Linked DNA regions of Mus musculus: region 2 is linked to region 1. A link is a contact called in public HiChIP or PLAC-seq data. All regions are on one chromosome and are shown on one strand. Each heading gives the region's core, a stretch centred on a gene start, on an enhancer-like site or on the middle of the called end of the contact. The rest is flanking DNA. Distances are from core to core; before and after follow the strand shown. Region 1 overlaps Spata48 (spermatogenesis associated 48). Region 2 overlaps Ikzf1 (IKAROS family zinc finger 1).

Region 1 (4,638 bases), core at 835-3,334:
CCAAGAAAAAGGATTTAATTGTACACCTAACAGCTTGGACGCAATGCTGGTATCCAAGCCTTGAGCTGACGCTTACCAGCACCTCAGTCTTAGCTGCCGTCTCACTGCAGAAACATTACAGCCACCATTGCAAACACAGCCCAAGTTGTATCTTTTCAGCTCTGTGGTTTGTACCTCCCTTCCCTGGCGAACCTTTAGAGAGCATGATATCCCATGCTTATTTCTTATTTAAAATGTACTACAACACTAAAGACAAGGCAGAAGCAACAGACCCATGTCTACTAAAGGAGAATTCTCCTTTGGATGTCTTGGCTATGTCCTTTCCCTATAGCTAATGAACCCAACAAAATTTTCTCTGAGAGTGATTTAGCTACAGAGACATTTTGCAAAAGGAAGCTTAGGGAAGGTTGTTGTCCCTTGTTGTGGACTGTATCTTAAATGTCATCCAACAGCCTTTCTTGTACTGACAGACTGATTTTTAGTTTGAAGATGGTAGAACCTTTGAGCTATGGGGCCCACAGAGGCGGAGTTGGGTACAGGGAGTACTCTTAGGAGGCTGCTGGAGGTGGATCTCCCTCTGCATCCTGGTTGCGATTTGAACAGACTTCTCCAGGATTTGCTGGTTCCATGTTATACTGCGTGATCGCAGATCCAAAGAGACATGGCCAAGAACTGTGGACTGAAACTATGTACTATGAACATATATACGTGAGTGTGGGTGTGTTTGTGTGTGTACATACATACATACATATAAATATATACACATATATATGAGTGTATACACACACACACACATATATATATGTGTATATATATATACATACATACATACATACATACATATATATATATATATATATATATATATATATATATATATATATTCTCTTTATAGTTGTTATCTTATTTCAGGCATTTTTTTTTCTTATTGACAGAAATTGGACTAACACATTCCTCAAAATATCAGGTGACAGGAAAGAAAGGGGATGTTAGTGAGGTAAGTGCATGTTCTGGTGTCAGGGTAAAGACAGAGGCCAAGTGATTCCTGTCATCAGCCCTGGGATCTGGTGTCTGGTTAGACTCCTGGCCCATTGTTTCCTCAGCCATGATATCAGATAGTGATATAACCTAAAGGCCTTGTGGAGTGACTATAGCTCACCCTGTAATTTCTTGGTGATTTTTCCTAGGTTGATTCTGTGTTAGTATCAGAATGTTATGGGAAAATTATGTAGCAAGCGGGAAGTTGCTACAATAAAGCTCACAGCTGTCTTGAGTGTGCCATTTTATGGCTCTTGGTGGTAGCCTACTGGCTGAAAGCTAATCACATTGGGTATAACTCCACACTTAAAAACAAGGCAAAATCACTTCAAGAGTTACAGGTCAGAATAAATGGTATGAATTGACATGATTTCTGAGGCTAGAAAAAGGAACAGCAAAAACCAAGGCCCCACACTGAGAGGACTGAGAGGCCTCCTTCTGCAAGCCTGTCTACCCTCTCACTGCCTGTGGGGTGCCATCAACCTTCAGGAAAGCTCTCTGGGCCCCAGTCCAGCCAACTGCAGTTGAAAAGATAGAGACAGGACAATTTAAAAAATAAAATATTTACAAACTGGAAGCCTCATAGTTGGAGAATACAAAATGTATCTAGCGCACACAGCTACAAAGACTTGCAAATTGCTCTACACACTGAAGTCCTTGGCTGTTTAAAAGATGGTGATCTATGTACCAGATCCCACTACTCTGACTAAATCAGGAATGACAGGGCCTGGGACGCTTGCCTTGCTAGCTATCATTTCTCAAAGGTTCTCGGATGGGATGAGGGAGACGTCGTTGTAAACTCAGTTGGAAGGGCCTGTATGATTGAATAGGAGCTGCCAAGTTCTGGGCAGTGTCCCTTGGGATTTCTTGGGAGTTTCTTAAAGTGTAGCTGTAAGGTGGAGAGGTACCAAAAATGAGGTCAAACTACTGATGTGTGTGTGTCTCTTCCCCCAAGCATTCTTTGAAGCTTCCATGCATGTTACCAAGGAAATCCCCTCCATCTGGGTGACAGGTTTTTTCCACTGCCTTTGAAACACCTGCAGAAGTAAAGTACTTCTGAAGTCGTAGTCCTCAGATGGGCAGCTAAGATGCCTGAGAGGTGGATATGAGCAAGGTGTCAATCACGAGAGGGGCTTCATTTAAAACCCACAGGACTCTGTGTGCCTCTGAGGCTTGTAGACAATTTACTGACCTTGACTGGCATCTATGTTACATTGCATAAAGGTTGTTCTATGGTTCATCTTCTCTAATAATGATGACGTAATGATAGCTAGTAACTGCTTAGGCTGCGGATGAATTCAGCTGCATAATAAAGTGCTAAAATATTTGAATATGAAAGTTCTCACCCATGCTCATGCTAAATATATTTCCCTTAACCCTGGCCTACAGAGACATCACAAGAGAGCATTTTTGCCCTTGTGTGATATAAGCATATGTATGGATTTGCCATCTAAATGCAACCTTACGTGCATTTATAAGTGTATATAGAGGTACATAGATTTAAAGATGACTATCTGGGGCACACAAGCTGCTTCTGGGAGGGATGTTTTTCACCTGTAGGAAAGGAAGCCAGGAAAAGTATGGAGACAATGGAACAGACCTTGATATTTGCTGCACATTTAGAGAACTCTAGCTGTCCTCGTGGGAAAAGGCCAGAACCAGCACCTCCTTTGCACAGATTCTCCATTTGTTTTTATCTTTGCTTCTAGCTTCCTGGCCTTGACCCCATCTTTGGGGCTCCAATTACTTCAGAAGTCTTGGTTTAGTTTTGTTTGTATATTTTGTTAGCTAAGTTGATAATTGATTATTTCATCTCCATAAAGTATAACAAAGTAAAAAAAATTTAAATTATTTCAGAAAATTAATCAGCAATATTAGCAATTTTCCTGCATAAGCCTCCTGAGTGTTGGGCTTCTAGTTGTGACATATCAAATCTAATTCATCATAATTCTATACATGCATGGTCTATACTTACAGGTTAAGAAAATAAGGAAAATATAATTTAAAGTATAATTAAATTACTTAAAAGTAAATAAATTTACTTAAAATAAAATAGAAAATGAGGAAAATATAGTCTACATACAGTATAGGAAAAGTTATGTGGTGTGTAGAATAAATGGTTAAAGATTTAGCCACATACACAGGTATCCCAGTATAGTACAGACCAAATACTCATTGTGTACAACAAATCCTTTTTAAAATGATGCATATAACTTAGGCAATTTTCTGTATAATCCTATACCTTATATTGTATCATGTGCATGCATTACAGGAAAGAATAAAGGCAAAGTCTACATAATATGCTTTTAGCCAAGGAAACTTCAAGCAGTAAGACCATTTCCCAGCCTGGGATTCAGAGCTCATGCAGTGGACTGCACATAAAAGATCATGGAGGGCTCTCAGCTGAGCCAGGAGGAGGATGTAAACACATGTATGTTATCCCCCTGTGGTACTGGGGACTAAACCTAGGATGCTATTCATGCTAAAAATATTCTCTGCTGCTGAGCTACACACTCAGCCAACCCATCTGAAGAAATAAACATGTGGAAGCCTAAAGAACCTAAGTGGGCAAAGACCATGGTGGCAAGGAAAGAAGGCAGCCAATGAAATGTTTAATTTTAACTCTAGGGCCTCTCTAAGCAGTGAGACCAACTGAAATCTGTCTTTTTTTTTTTTCCTGCCTGAAACTTACTATGTCGCCCAGGCTGCTAGCAATATTTCTGCATGAGTCTCTTGAACTCTGGGCTTCCAAATGTGAGACATGTCCAGTACATCTTACATTTTTATTTTTCTAAAAGGTTTAAGTTTAAGTTAAATTAAGTTAAAATTTTTTTCTATCAAGAAATAGACCTGGGACAAATTTCTGTTCGAGGAAATACATTTAGGTTCAAGGATATAGCCACCGGTGTGCACTAGGATAAGGCAAGGCCATGTAAAAACTATTGTTCTGAACTTGTAATGAACATATAGAGTGAAACACTGCTTTGCACTTAATATCAGCATCCTTCTGTAACTCTCATTTTATGTGAAATTCTTATCTCTGAGGTAATTTTCTAAAGAACTTTTTGTCTAAGAAGGTATAAAAAGCCCAGAGAAAATAAGTAAAATTGTTGATTGAATGGTTTGGCTTAAGAGCTCTGCCCCATCCATCCATCCATCCATTCTCATTCATCCAAAAGATTTTTTTTAATATTTAATGTCTTTGCATGTTTATGTGAGTGTAGTGCTCACAGAGGCCAGAAGGCAGCACTGGATCCCCTGAAGTTGGAGATACAGACAGTTGTGAGCTGCCTAATGTAGGTGCTGGGAAATGAACTCAGGTCCTTTGGAAGAGCAGCACATGTTTTAGGCACAGAGCCGTCTTTCCAGTTCCACACATCCAGTTCAAGAAACTTTCTGAGCCATCTTCATCTTTACTGTACCATAATCCAGGGTCACTGCACCTTCCTTGAAAGGCCTGGAGCCATGTAGCACGGCTAAGGAAGACTGTGGACCATGGCATTGTGGTCATATGCAGAATCAACAAGAGGAATTCCAATGTGGAGGGGGGAGGAGAGGCCACTTAGGGAAAGTGGATGAGAGAAGGATGGGCTCTGAGGA
Region 2 (4,638 bases), core at 1,083-3,582, 240 kb before region 1:
ATGAAGTGCTTCACTGAGCTGATTAAATATAAAACATGAATGGAGTCTTGTGAATATTCCCCCTGTCCCCCCAAAGCTCTGGGTTCAACCTACTCTTCCAGATACTGACAGATAATGGGCGAGGCCAATTTGAGTGTTTACAAAACATGGCTTATGTTAACATGGTATTTTCAAACCCCTTATAAAAGCTACCTTACTTCTCAGTTGTTACTTAAAATGGAGAAAACAAAAAACCCTCTCATTATGTATTTTAGAGGTATACCAGCATAGTCACCCTGCTGTCCTAAGAGAATGCCCCTCCTGACCCGAGTGTGGCAAGGCCTCTAGCATCTAGGAAAAGGTTAGAATGAAAGACTCTGGAGAAGTGAAGGAACTCAGGCCAGCAGGAACTGGGAGGCCTGGCTTGGCTGCCAAGTGTGCCCTTGTGAGCAACTGAGCATTTTTAATGCAGAGGTGTAATATGCAGGGTAGCCTCTGGGTCACAGATTTGATGTCTACATTGTTATTTCCCTTGCATCTTAATATTTACTGGAAAAGTAGCATTTCAGAATGTACAATGTTATTTTCCCATTGGAAAAAAAAATTCTGAAGTTGTCATTCCAGCCTGGTTTTATGTCAGGTAAAGGAAATGTTCAATATTTTAAATGGAAAAAGGCAGATGCAAGTGTAAAGATCTTTATAATAACTGTAGCTAATAAGCAAAGTTATTAAAATATATAAGGTATATTTGTACATTTTCATTTATTTGTGGTAATAGGTGAAGACCTGAGACACATATGTATGTGCAGACTAGTGTTTTTTATTTCCTCTAAAGGAGCCAGCAGTGTGGTGGGAGGCAGAGACAAGGGGTTAGGAGGAACCAGGCCATCCTCCATTAACTCCCTGGGAAACTTGAAGCTATCCCGAACTACATGGCACCTTGTCTCAAATCCAGAACAAATTGTAAGCATTATTTAGAACAAATTGCATGACTTAATATCATTTAAAAATAGTTAAAATAATAGGGTTTCTACCTAATCAAGCCTATTTTAGAAATAATCTTATTTGATGTTTAGCCTTCAAATACAATGAAGTCAGAGATGGAAATAGATCAGAAAATGAAAACTTATTAAGAAAGAAGAATTTTAAGGCATATTTAATTTTTGGGGGGTATCTAGGGACTCAAAATGGGATAAAGATGGCAGAGGAGGCCAAAAGTTTGTTTTAACTTCCAGAAGGAAGCCTGTAGGTCAGTTCTCAAGCATGACCACAAGGTGGCGATATTGGCCCAGAACAGTTTGGTTGTTGTTGGGCGGAGACTTGAGGCTCAACCAACCATTTGTTCCAGAAAGATACAACTGAGGGGAAGAGAGAAAGAAAAAGAGATAGTATTACTATGAACTAATCTTTATAAGCAGATAGACATGAAAAACATGAAAACATTTATCATGTTTCAGAACATCTCCCACTGTCATTTTTTCCCATCCTGAAAACCTCACCCATCTGCTTGGTCAGTAGGTAATGCTGGGCTTTGCCCATTCCTCAGGCTTAATGAAAATGTGTCTTAGAATGTGCTGTCTTACCTTTATGTGCACTTGACTTACCAAAACATTTCAAAACTGTGATTGGCAGGCTCAAAATTAACATGACTTCCTGCCCTGGCACACTCACAGCTCACACATAAAAATATGTTATGTGAACATACATGCTTACATGAAGAAGGAAATCTCAAATTCTTACCTTCACATTGAACTGAAGAAATAATTAATAGGAGAAATATCTTAGCAAACTTCTAATATTCTGGAGAGGGAAGTCTATCTGGCCTTTGACCAGGAGCATCCTGAGATGGATACTGCTAAGTACTGTACTTCCCAAGTAATATCTGATAACAGGACATCATAAACCTAACGCGGCTGACATCTCAATATTAAGATTAGAGTAGTAAGATGTCAGCAAGCTGGTCTTAGGGTGTAATTTGGTGGTAGAGTGTGCTTTGGTTTGATCTGAAGCAAGACACACAGACAAAGCTCTTCTCAAAGTGATGCCAATACACTCTGCTTTCTGCTGCTGCTTCATAAGATTAAACATTTTATTGATACAAGGTCTGAAGGCTTAAGACCTAAGGGGTCTAACAACCTGTAACTCTTTTGCATTGATTTTATTTGCATTAAAAAAAAGCCTTCTCTATTCTTGAAAATACTCCTTATGGTTGCTCAAATATAGTTATCATTTTCAACTTTCAATGTATTAAGAGATGAAATTACCATATAGTTTTCGGCACAGCAGCTCCGAGGAGAGCTGGTAGGCTGCATGCACGCTAACATGGTGCATGCTTACGTGGCGAGCCACCACAGAAGAATGGGCTGGAAACCCATGAGTTTTTCTTCTCTGTTCTGAGGTTAGCACTCCAGAGCAAGGGAAAAAGGGTGCACCTTTTTTTTTTTTCCTGTCACACAAAATTGCACAAGTTATCTGAAAAGATGTTGGTTTGTTTGATGCTGACAGGAAGCATGGACCACAAAGTTGTTGATCACAGTTTTAATCAGGACCCTGCTGAGCAGCCTCCCAGTGAGACACCCACTGTGGCTACATTAGTTCTTTCTTCACCTTTCTTTCTTTCTTTCTCTCTTTCTTTCTTTCTTTCTTTCTTTCTTTCTTTCTTTCTTTCTTTCTTTCTTTCTTTCTTTCTCTCTCTCTCTTTCTCTCTCTCTTTCTTTTTTCCAATTTTTTATTAGGTATTTTCTTCATTTACATTTCAAATGCTATCCCAAAAGTCCCCTATAATCCTCTCACTATCTGATCCTTATTGGTGAGGCAGAGGCAGAGGGAGGGGAGGGGGCAGGGACAGAGGGAGGGGGTAGGGGCAGGGGCAGAGGCAGAGACAGGAATATCATTGCAAATTTAAGATGAGTCTGGGCATCCCAGAGCAGTCTAGGCCAGCCAGGAATAATAGGGAAACCCTGCCTCAGAAGCAAAACAAAAACCAAACAACACCCTCACCCTCTGTCTTTGCACTTTATTGTATCAATGACACACTGGATGCTGGGTGTTTAATGATAGAATGGCAAACATTTAGTCCATGTCACTTTCAAGTTATAAAGGAAGGTGTTGATGAGAGAACATGCAAGTGGTGGTGTCTGTGTGATGGAACTGACCATGAAATGAACATCTGTTTTCTAGAAGCAAAGCATATACTTACGAGAGAAAGATTTGGGAATTATTGCATGAAAATCCCTAAAGCCATCAGCCCCATATGCAACTGCAATAGAGAAGGCAAAAAGAAAGCCAGGTTGTCAAATCATCACGGACACAAGAGTGCAGAAGACAGTGCTGCTTTCAAAAGGCAATGTTATTATGTAAAACCACCAGTTAGCTGCTAATTTGTTATTGTTGTCTTCAGACAAGCTACAGAAAAGTCACTCCTCAGAGCAGGACCTCTGAACTGTGAGCAAGCTCCGACGGCCTCAACAGCCTAGAACATCCTAGAACCAATAGCAACCATTCAGTAGTACTGGCTGAGTGTGCTCTTGGCCACATCACAGTCTCACACGGGAAAGCACACGTCTGCACAATCAGTGTGCTTCCTCATGGGTAGTCTGCCCCTCAAACGTTCTTCATTTGCTTTTTTTTTTTTGTCTTTTCTTTATTGTATCCAGAGAAAATTAAAACATTTCCCATCTGCCTGTTGGATAGGGAATTGCTGCTCCAAAAGGAGCTACCAGATTTCCGTATTGCTTAGTAGTTGCCTTTGAAAATGGCACCAAGCCCCGTGCTTGTAGTCTTTCGCAGGCCGTTCCTAGTGAGTTCCAATTCCTAAGACCTGTTATACTCTGTACACGTGTCTGTGTGTGTATATGTACATGCATGCACACCGGGTGCACGCTCACATGACTTCTTTCCCAAAATGTCAGCCAGAATTGTATACACAAAGTAGCTGGCTAAATTAAACTTCTGGGATCAACTACTGACTCAGCAGGAAAAAAAGGCTGATGGACTTCAGGAAAAAGACATAGTTATCAAACTTTGCTTAAGTTACTGTTTCTCAAATTTGTTTGGCCACAGAACCTTCCCTTTTTCCCCGTGAAAAACTTTATGTATGTGGATAGTACATGTGCAGTTGTGTGGATACATATGTGGAGACATCAACGTCTGATGTTTCTTTAATTGCTCTAGACATTATCACCATCACCATCATCACCATCAAATCTTTTTTTTTAAAAAATATCTATCTATCTATCTATCTATCTATCTATCTATCTATCTATCTATCTATCCAATGTATATGAGTAAACTGTAGCTGTCTTTAGGCACACCAGAAGAAGACATCAGATCCCACTAGAGATGGCTGTGAGCCACCATTATGGTGTTGGGAGTTGAACTCAGGACCCCTGGAAGAGCAGTCAGTGATCTCAACCGCTGATCCATCTCTCCAGCCCCCATCATCATCTTTTGAGATAGGGCTTCTCACTGAATTTGTACATTGCCAATCCAACTGCACTGGCTAGCCAGAAAGCTCAGGGGTGGGCCGCCTGTTGCTCCCTCTGCTACTGTGGGGATTACAGGTGTTCATTGCCATGCCTGGAGTTTACATTTTTACTATTTAATGTAAAGACCATGATGCTGGGTCATGAAATGTTGAGTCCCTTTCAAAAGAATTAA

What was found. HiChIP or PLAC-seq counts read pairs in DNA pulled down with a chosen protein or histone mark.
Region 2: a contact with region 1 is called in an H3K27ac HiChIP or PLAC-seq map of regulatory T cells, with 11 times the contacts expected there. The contact joins two enhancer-like sites. A contact is called at or near these places in 1 of 39 promoter capture datasets (the C10 cell line), 6 of 15 datasets of contacts at CTCF or cohesin (CD8 T cells, the G1E-ER4 cell line, embryonic stem cells and 2 more), 124 of 484 Hi-C or Micro-C datasets (B cells, the BV-2 cell line, the Ba/F3 cell line and 62 more) and 18 of 115 datasets of contacts at active chromatin or transcription factors (CD4 T cells, CD4 single positive thymocytes, CD8 T cells and 14 more).

The regions. Positions count from the first base shown.
Region 1 is chr11:11,503,782-11,508,419 of GRCm38.p6, reverse strand. The region is part of intron 7 of Spata48 (spermatogenesis associated 48); the gene reads right to left. Among named protein-coding and RNA genes, the nearest start is that of Spata48, 42 kb to the right of the region's middle. Within about 2 kb of position 2,084, at least 35 of the 459 cell types and tissues checked have an H3K27ac peak or open chromatin away from gene starts, as enhancers often do. A contact at or near this core is called in CD4 single positive thymocytes, CD8 T cells, CD8 central memory T cells and 10 more, where this site is marked.
Region 2 is chr11:11,739,550-11,744,187 of GRCm38.p6, reverse strand. The region is part of intron 3 of Ikzf1 (IKAROS family zinc finger 1); the gene reads right to left. Among named protein-coding and RNA genes, the nearest start is that of Ikzf1, 56 kb to the right of the region's middle. Within about 2 kb of position 2,332, at least 39 of the 459 cell types and tissues checked have an H3K27ac peak or open chromatin away from gene starts, as enhancers often do. A contact at or near this core is called in CD4 single positive thymocytes, CD8 T cells, CD8 central memory T cells and 10 more, where this site is marked.